Regions from separate parts of the Ovis aries genome. Here region 1 is linked to region 2. The links are chromatin contacts, called in public Hi-C maps. All regions are on one chromosome and are shown on one strand. Each heading gives the region's core, a stretch centred on a gene start, on an enhancer-like site or on the middle of the called end of the contact. The rest is flanking DNA. Distances are from core to core; before and after follow the strand shown. Region 1 has its middle 9.7 kb from the start of POLD3. Region 2 has its middle 19 kb from the start of KCNE3.

The links. A called contact is a pair of places that touch in the nucleus more often than the background predicts.
Region 1: a contact with region 2 is called in a Hi-C map of tail adipose tissue, with 4 times the contacts expected there. The contact joins two enhancer-like sites. A contact is called at or near these places in 11 of 16 Hi-C or Micro-C datasets (blood, hypothalamus, liver and 6 more).

What each region holds. Positions count from the first base shown.
Region 1 is chr15:52,605,344-52,610,333 of ARS-UI_Ramb_v3.0, reverse strand. No RefSeq gene overlaps it. Among named protein-coding and RNA genes, the nearest start is that of POLD3, 9.7 kb to the left of the region's middle. Within about 2 kb of position 3,418, at least 5 of the 54 cell types and tissues checked have an H3K27ac peak or open chromatin away from gene starts, as enhancers often do.
Region 2 is chr15:52,508,834-52,513,676 of ARS-UI_Ramb_v3.0, reverse strand. No RefSeq gene overlaps it. Among named protein-coding and RNA genes, the nearest start is that of KCNE3, 19 kb to the left of the region's middle. Within about 2 kb of position 2,941, at least 3 of the 54 cell types and tissues checked have an H3K27ac peak or open chromatin away from gene starts, as enhancers often do.

The DNA.
Region 1 (4,990 bases), core at 2,169-4,668, 96 kb before region 2:
GGATTCATGATAGACAGTGGTGGAGATTGACTGGTGGTTGGGAGGGTCATTCATTGTTCACCTGATGACAGATTTCATACTGGTCTCAGTGTGAAAGCCAAAATAGGCCAAAGTTAATGAACGACCAAACTGAAGTTTTATGAAGATTAGTTTGGTAACACAAAGTACAAATCACTGGCAGGCATTGATGGTCCCATATCTTCATTCTCTGAACTCCATGTCTATCCAGGTCTGTTTTTTGTTTGCACTGTTTCTCACATCCACTCTTTTCTTTCCATTTTCTTACCTTAACCTGTGCCCCTTTCTGAAGCTTAACTTCCTATGGTGTGGCCTGTTCCAATCCTTTCTCTTCTGCCTGAAACTTCTACACTTTGGACTCTGTGCTAGTATGTCACTGATGCTCACCACAGGACAGATTCTGCATGTGGGTTTTACCCAGCAGCTGGCTAGATGTCTTCCAGATAAGAAATGAAAGACCTCAAGACATCTCATTCAGAAAACCAAGGGCCTACAAGGATCCGACCAGTTCTGCAGGCAGTATCCAAAGCCTGACAAAGACTGGCAGGTACGTACCATCACTGAGCAGCAGATGGCAGTGTCAGCACTTCCTTTGTCATCTCCCAGCAGGAGCTGCTGGTGCTCCTTTTCACAGGAAAAATAAGAAGGAAGATAGGACCTTAACAATCAATCAGAAAACACTCTGTGGTCAAACTTTAACTGATTTAGTTGCCTGAATTGAAAGAAAAGGGGATTTCATATAAAAATAGGGTTTCAGGCTTTATTTATTAACTCAAACATCCACCTGCCATCTTTTGTCCAGCCTGTGCTCTCCTGTTCAGTTTAGTCTAGTCGCTTGGTCTTATCTGCCTATTTGTGACTCTATGGACTGCAGCACGCCAGGCTTCCCTGTGCATCATCAGCTCCTGGAGCCTGCTCAAACTCATGTCCATCGAGTCAGTGATGCCATCCAACCATCACATCCTCTGTCGTCCCCTTCCCTCCTGCCTTTTAGCTTTCCTAGCATCAGGGTCTTTTCCAGTGAGTCAGTTCTTCACATCAGGTGGTCAAAGTATTGGAGCTTCAGTCTTTCCAGTGAATATTCAGGACTCATTTCCTTTAAGAGTGACTGGTTTGATCTTCTTGCTGTCCAAGGGACTCTCGGGTCTTTTCCAACACCACAGTTCAAAAGCATCAATTCTTTGGTTCTCAGCTTTCTTTATGGTCCAACTCTCACATCCATACATGACTACTGGAAAAACCATAGCTTTGACTAGATGGACCTTTGTTGTCAAAGTAATGTCTCTGCTTTTTAATATGCCATCTAGGTTGGTCATAGCTTTTCTTCCAAGGAGCAAGTGGCTTTTGATTTCATGGCTGCAATCACCATCTGCAGTGATTTTGGAGCCCAAGAAAATAAAGCCTGTCACTGTTTCCATTGTTTCTGCATCTATTTGCCATGAAGTGATGGGACTGGATGCCATGATCTTTGTTTTTTGAATGTTGAGTTTTAAGCCAGCTTTTTCACTCTCCTTTTCACTTTCATCAAGAGGTTTTTTAGGTCCTCTTCACTTTCTGCCATAAGGGTGGTGTCATCTGCGTATCTGAGGTTATTGATATTTCTCATGACATTGTACAGGAGGCAGTGATCAAGACCATCCCTAAGAAAAAGAAACACAAAAAGGCAAAATGGTTGTCTGAGGAGGCCTTACAAATAGCTGAGAAAAGAAGAGAAGTGAAAGACAAAGGAGAAAAAGAAAGATATACCCATCTGAATACAGAGTTCCAAAGAATAGCAAGGAGAGATACAAAAGCCTTCCTCAGTGATGAGTGCAAAGAAATAGAGGAAAACAATAGAATGGGAAAGACTAAAGTTTTCTTCAAGAAAATCAGAGATACCAAGGGGATATTTCATGCAAGTTTAGTTCAGTCGCTCAGTCCTGTCCAACTCTTTGCGACCCCATGAACCACAGCACGCCAGGCCTACCTGTCCATCACCAACTCCCAGAGTCCACCCAAATCCATGTCCATTGACTTGGTGATGCTATCCAACCATCTCATCCCTTGTCGTCCCCTTCTCCTCCTGCCCTCAATCTTTCCCAGCATCAGGGTCTTTTCAAATGAGTCAGCTCTTAGCATCAGGTGGCCAAAATATTGGAGTTTCAGCTTCAGCATCAGTCCTTTCAATGAATATTCAAGACTGATTTCCTTTAGGATGGACTGGTTGGATCTCCTTGCAGGCCAAGGGACTCTCAAGAGTCTTCTCCAACACCACACTTCAAAAGCATCAATTCTTCATCTTCTTTACAGTCCAACTCTCACATCCACACATGACTACTAGGAAAACATAGCAAAGATGGGCACAATAAAGGACAGAAACAGTATGGACCTAACAGAAGCAGAAGGTATTAAGAGGTGGCAAGAATACACAGAAGAACTATACAAAAAAGATCTTCATGACCCAGATAACCATGATGGTGTGATCTCTCACCTAGAGCCAGACATCCTGCAATGTGAAGTCAAGTGGGCCTTAGGAAGCATCACTATGAACAAAGCTGGTGGAGGCGATGGAATTCCAGTTGAGCTATTTTAAATCCTAAAAGATGATGTTGTGAAAGTGCTGCACTCAATATGCCAGCAAATTTGGAAAACTCAGCTGTGGCTATAGGACTGGAAAAGGTCAGTTTTCATTCCAATCCCAAAGAAAGGCAATGCCAAAGAATGTTCAAACTACCGCACAATTGCACTCATTTCATATGCTAGCGAAATAATGCTCAAAGTTCTCCAAGGGAGGCTTCAATAGTACGTGAACCAGGAATTTCTGGATGTTCAAGCTGGTTTTAGAAAAGGCAGAGGAAACAGAGATCAAATTGCCAACATCTGTTGGATCATAGAAAAAGCAAATATCTATAGCAGCATTATTCATAATGGCAAAAATATGGAAAAGACCTTTAAAAAAACAAAAATCAACAGAGTAAACTTGAAGATCTAATTGGCTTTATTCAATTGTTCTGCCAATGCAGGAGACATAACAGAGAGGGGTTTGATACCCCAGTTGAGAAGATCCCCTGGAGGAGGGCATGGCAACCCACTTCAGTATTCTTGCCTGGAGAATCCCATGGACAGAGAAGCCTGGTGAGCCACAATTCATGGGGTCAGAGTCAGACACAACTGAGCGATTGAGCATGCATGCAGTGATTCATGAATCCAGCAGCAAATAGCGTATTTACTAGATAGGATGTACTCAAAGGAGTTGTACAAAATGGAAGGTCTTTTTAGGTAGAAAAAATTTTTTTAAAAAAGAGACAGGACAAGGAAGTTATTTGCAAAAGAAAAGAAAGAATTGTTTCAGGCTAGCTTACCTTCCCTAGGTGAGCAGCACAGGGGGAGTCTTATCACACTTATTACCTCACTAGTGTTGACAGGAAATTCCAGACTGACAAGTTTACAGTTCCACTCCTGGGAGTGGCTGAAACTGCATTCAGGTTAGGTATTAACACTTAGTGAGGTTTAGCAGAAGTGACTCCATTTTGGGCTTATTTATTTTGAACAGACCCAAATGTCCATTAACAACTAAATGGATAACAAAAGCTGTTATATATTCAGCTGTTATATATACAGCTGGAATAATATTCAGCCGTAAAATGGAATGAAGTACTGGTACATGCTACAGCACAGATGAACCTTGAAAACATTGTGCTAAACAAAGTAAGCCAGTTACAGATGACCAGATACCATATGATTTGTATGAAAGCCCAGAGTAAGGAAACCTGGAGACAGAAAGTTGATTAGGGATTTGCTGTGCCCTGGGAAGGGACAAGGGAAAGGGGAATGATAGTTAAAGGGTATAGAGTTTTTCTTTTTGAGAAGATAGAAATATTCTAAAATTGACTGTGACAATGATTGCACATACCTATGCATATACTAGGGCTTCCCAGGTGGCTCAGTGGTAAAGAATCCGCCTGCAGTGCAGGAGTTGCAGGAGACAATGCTGGATCCCTGGGTCAGGAAGGTCCCCTGGAAAAGGGAATGGCAGTCCACCCCAGTATTCTTGCCTGGAAAATTCCATGGACAGAGGAGCCTGGTGGCTACAGTCCCTGTGGTCACAAAGAGTCTGACGCAACTAAAGTGACCAAGCACGCACACATGCATATACTAACATGTGAACTGTATAATGTAAATGAGTGAATTGGAAAAGACTCTGATGCTGGCAAAGATTGAAAGCAGAAGGAGCGGAGGGCAACAGAGGATGAAACTGCTGGCTGGCATCACTGGTGCAATGGACATGAACATGGGCAAACTCTGGGAGATGATGAGGGGCAGGGAGGTCTGGCGTGCTGTAGTCCATGGGGTGGTGAAGAGTCAGACACAACTGGTCAATTGAACAACAACAACAACAAAGCTGTTAAAACACTGGCAGAAACAAAGGGAGCCAAGGCAGGTACAGCCTCAGCCCAGATCATGCTACAGATGCAATTCAATAAGAACACCTCTGCCACCCTTACCCTTGCTCTGAATATTGGACCCAGAGGCCACTATCAACTGTTGATCTTGCTGCCCCCAAACCTAGATGTTACAACTACTGCCCCACCACTACCAAAATGAATTCTCCATTGTCCCTGCTTACTTGGAATAAAAATGTCTTATTCTAGGTTCTGGGAGAATGTACCCGATTGACTGAGTCTGAATCATATGTGCATACATACTCTAGCTGTAAGAAAGGACTGGGAAAGCAAATATCTGGCCTTCATCACTTCTGTAAAGAAGATAAGGTCTGCCCCATCCAAGATTCATATGGTAGACAATTCTCCAAACACAAGAAAGGGGTTTCAATGTTGGGCAAATGAGCAAACCAACCAAACAACAAACAAAAATGAACATCCTGGGCTCTGTACATATGTATGCTTGCTAAGTTGCTTAAGTTGTGTCAGACTCTTTGTGACCCTATGGACCGTAGCCCTCCAGGTACCTCTGTCCGTGGGATTCTCCAGGT
Region 2 (4,843 bases), core at 1,692-4,191:
AGATCATGATTAAAAAAAAATATAGTCCTGGACTTCCCCGATAGTTGAGGAGTTAAGACTATGCTTCCATGGCAAGGGGCAGGGGTTCAGTTCCTGGCCCAGGATATTCCACATGCCATGTAGAAGGGAAAGAGAAAGAAAAGAAAGAAAACGTTCAGTCCTGCCAAGAAGGAAGAAGTGTTCTTTACTCTGATTCTATCATGTTTTCTGAGGGGTGCAGGTGGGAGCCTTGTAGGTCTAACTAAGCACGTCCTGGGAGTGTGACTTGCACTGGTGAGTCTGGTCTCTTCTGGCACTGGAGTGGTAATACCCACGATATTTGTTTAGGCTAAGGGGAAATAGACAAAGTAAGGCTTTCAGCCAGCTTTGTGTAGGATAAAGAATCCTCTTTCAGGTGCCGCTAAGAAACCAAGAACATAATCTGCCTGGATGAAACCAGAGAACCTATCTGAGATTAAACTGTGACAGAGAATCAGGTCTGGGAGCAGGAGAGAAAGAAATTTAGTGAACAGGAAAGAAAATGGGAAGAAAACCTAATATTTGATGAGCAGTCTATCTCTGCCAGGCACTGTGCTGGGAAACTCTTGAGGTGATTATTTTTTTAACCTCATTTTATAGACAAAATAACAGAAGTTTAGAGGTGAAATAGCTTAACATTCACTTAATTATTATGGAGTGCTGTCTAGATTTTAACACAGACCTGTCTAAATTCAAAGCCCATGTTTTCCCCCCTATAGCTGGTCCCTTTGAAAGTCACATTAGATCTTTTCTTGAGACTCATGGTGATGATTTAGCTGCTTAGCCGTGTCTGACTCTTGCGACCCTGTGGACTGTAGCCTTCCAGGCTCCTCTTCCCATAGGATTTTTAGAATAAACATTCCTAATCTCCCAGCAGATTCTGTGGCTGGCCTCTCGGCTCCCCTTCCTGGCTCTAATAGAGAGCAGCCAGGATCCTGTCCTCACCTAACTCCTTCTACACCCAGGCAAGATGATTCAAAGAACAAAGAGGGAATTGTCATAGTTCTTAGGGGGAATAATAAGCCAACGGGGACAGCTTTTGGGTGAGAGTCCTTAAGTCCCTACTGTGCTAACTCAACACTGGGACAAGAGAAGAGACCAGCCACAGAAACTGCTTGGAGATTAGAAACGTTAAATCTCAAGAAAAGGTCTAACGTGAATCGTTGGTGACTCTCCCTCAGTTAGAGAGAGGATGAGATTATTTAAATACCTTTCAAAAGATCTCTCTTGGACAGCTACAGGCTTACCTCTGCTCTTGGTTTATCATTCATTCATTCAAGAAATATATTAAGTACCAAGATGTTAGGCAATGTGTTTGGCAAAAGAATACAGCAAATGTGAAAGGCACAGACTCTTTGTGGGCAAGGATTAGCTTACTCACTTCAGGTTTTCTACCTATAAAACTCTTCTGTTTCTATGAAGCTCTACTTTGAACTCCCTTCCTCTGCACAGGTCAAGGCTTCTTTCATTCATGTTATGGCCCTGCTTACAATTCTTTGATAATTTTTACCACATTATACTCTCTAGGCATTTCTTTTCCCCACCTAGAAACACTGCAAAGGTGCAAGCAGGGACCATGTCTAATGCATCTCTCTACCCTCATCAACTAGGCTGAGGCTTGGCACAAAGTGTCTGCTCCATAAACACTGGTGAAAAGAATCAGCATGATTATGAGTATTGTGCTACATAATCTCACCCATGTGTATGTGTACGGTGCATCCAACCTTTCAAGACATCTCCATCTCCATTCTTTCATTTGGTTTAGAGAGTTTGGTCTGGTGGATTCCGTGGATGCGAGAACACTTTGTAAAATATGAATGGTACGGATTGTTATGAACCATATTGAATATGACCAGCCCTGAGGCCAGGATACCTTAGGTAACATACTTAAGGTCATGCAGCAGGAGTCTGTGCTAGAATCTGTGTCTCGTGACATCTGTTTCTGGACTTCTCCTCCCTGCATCAGGGATCATTGACAAAAGAAAGGAACAGACACAGAACTCAGGAACCCCCTAAATTGCAAACTCCCAGGAGTGGAGATAGTGGTGCTCTGCCCAGATCTTTGGGGCCAATACACCCATCATCCAGCTGCTGAGAACATGGGCTACTGACAGCTCACGGCTGCAGCCCTCGCTGTGCATTTTCCTGGGCACAGGGTCATAGCTTTCATCCAAGGCTATGACCCCTTCTGGGGAGCAACTCATGGCCAGTGACACTGATGCAAGGATACAAAGATCTGGTTCCATCGTATCAATTTGGGACAACTCTGAGGAGCCATCTCAGCTTCAGAACTCCCAGGAGATTCAGCTGAGGTTTCAGTTGCAACCATGATGTGGGTTAGCTTCTCCCTCTGCCCACTCTGCCTTCCTCACTTCCTTATTGATGTGTCTCCCAAGAGCGCTCTCCAAAAGACCTGCAAGCCACTCTCCACCTTAGTCTATTTCCCAGGGAATTGATTTCTCCCTCAAGAACTCTTCCCTGGCACTGAGCCTGTTCCAAAGTAGTTGTCAGTAATAATAGAGAACTGGGGTGATAGAATATAGATGGAGACAGTTAGCGCTTCTGCTGCTGCTAAGTCGCTTCAGTCGTGTCTGACTCTGTGCAACCCCAGAGACGGCAGCCCACCAGGCTCCACCATCCCTGGGATTCTCCAGGCAAGAACACTGGAGTGGGTTGCCATTTCCTTCTCCAATGCATGAAAGTGAAAAGTGAAAGTGAAGTCGCTCAGTCATGTCCGACCCTTCGCAACCCCATGGACTGCAGCCTACCAGGCTCCTCCGTCCATGGGATTTTCCAGGCAAGAGTACTGGAGTGGGGGTGCCATTGCCTTCTCCAGTTAGTGGTTCTAGCAAATCCAAATTGAAGACAAGGCAGTTTGAGAGACTGGCAGTGTAGGAAAAGGCAAGTTATGGTCACTGAGTAAGAACTGGCCACTAGAGGGCCCAGCACTACACTTCTATAGCTCTGGGGCTACCATAGAGCAAAATTCTAATTTTGCCCTTGACTTGGCAGACACCACCTAACTGTCTACACTAGGGGGGAAGCTGCTGGTCCAATGCGTCCTTCTCTTTTATCTATGCTATGCACATCAGTGTCCTAGCCTGTTCCAATCCCCTGTCACCATCTATACCATTACATATAAATATGTTCCCATAAATCAAAGCTTCCAAAACCTGTGTTTTTCCCACCCACTGCTCTCATTGTTCCCACGGGGTTCCAAAGATCAGAAATGTGGAATTCCAAACAGTTGACTGCTGCAGTTCTTACCCAGAAATGGAGAGAATCAGCAGCATAACCTGTCTAGTCCTGTCATACCTCCTTCCCCACCCTGCTTCCCCAGTTTGCGGTAAAGACACACAGGATTGCAGGTGAATTATAGTGGCCAAGGGAGAAAGGGGTCATGGGAGTCTACACAGAACATGAGAAAGTTTGAGAACCTCGTGTATGAATTAATGATTACTTGATTAAAGCAATGATTTTTTTTTCCTGTATGGACTTAGTGAAAAGATTTATAGAAAATTTTTCTCTATATCCTTTATGGAAGGACAGTTAGTCCTTTGTAGGCTGGGAAGCTTTCTTTGAGGAATTGGGAGGGAGGGTCTGGACCATTTAGAGGTCTCTGTTTCCAATATATACATCCTTTTTTTAAAAAAATGTATTCTTTTTTTAACTGAATAAAAATTCTTTAAAGTCTGTAGCTGCTTTTTATGATTTCCAAAAGTTCCACACACAGAATTTCATGTAATCCCATAAAAACTTTTTCCCCCTTACTTCTATATTACCCTTCCCCCTTCCTTCTCCCCACTGGTAGCCACTAGTTTGTTCTCTAAATCTGTGAGTCTGCTTCTTTTTTGCTTTATTCACTGGTTTCCGACATACACATTCTTAAAAGGACAGAGCTGGGTTGTTTGGGTGGAGGAAAGCTCTGAAGATTAAAGAGGAGCAGACTTGGAGTCTACACAGGCAGGAAGATGGAGGGGAGGCGCGGACCTGAACTTGGCTCTCTCCCAGTGTCTCTGGCAGCGGTGACTACAAGCACACCTGAGGAATGAACACCAAGCCATGGCTTTGGGAGCGTGCAAGAGTTCTTGGGGACTTGCTTTAGAACAGAACGATCAGATGATTTGAGCGACTGGCTGAGATACATCTGACTTGGAAAAATGAGCTACAACTTCAATGGACCAAAGATATTTCCCCAGGTTTTCTAGACTGGGTAAGCTCTGAAGGTGTTAGTTTTGTTTTGTTTTGTTTTTAAATCCCCATAAAAGTTCTGATACTGAATGTCCCACCAACCTGATAGGTGAGGCTGAAGTTAAATTTGATTTGAATTAGAAAAAATAAAATTTAATTTGATTCAGAAAAAAAGTAGCTACATCTAATGTCCTTGCACTTGCAACTGAACATGTTAAATGGGTTCCAATAGTTGGAGCTCTGATGTGTGCTGGTCACACAGTCGTGTCCAACTCTTTGTGATCCCATGGACTGTAGCCCACCAGGATCCTCTGTCCATGGGATTCTCCAGGCAAGAGTGCTAGAGTGGGTTGCCATTTCCTTCTGCAGGGGATCTTCCCAACCCAAGGATCAAACCCTGATCTCCCACATATCATGGAGCTCTGATATCACGATAGTAAATCTAGCCTGGGTAGGTTAATAAAAGAATAGGAATAACGTTTTGAGAGACTATCATGTGCTAGGCAATACACTATTGCACAGCAGTCCCCAACCTTTTGGCACCAGGGACTGGTTTCGTGGAAGACAATTTTTTAACAGACCAAGGTGGCGGGCATGGTTTCAGGATGATTCAACTGCATTACATTTATTATGT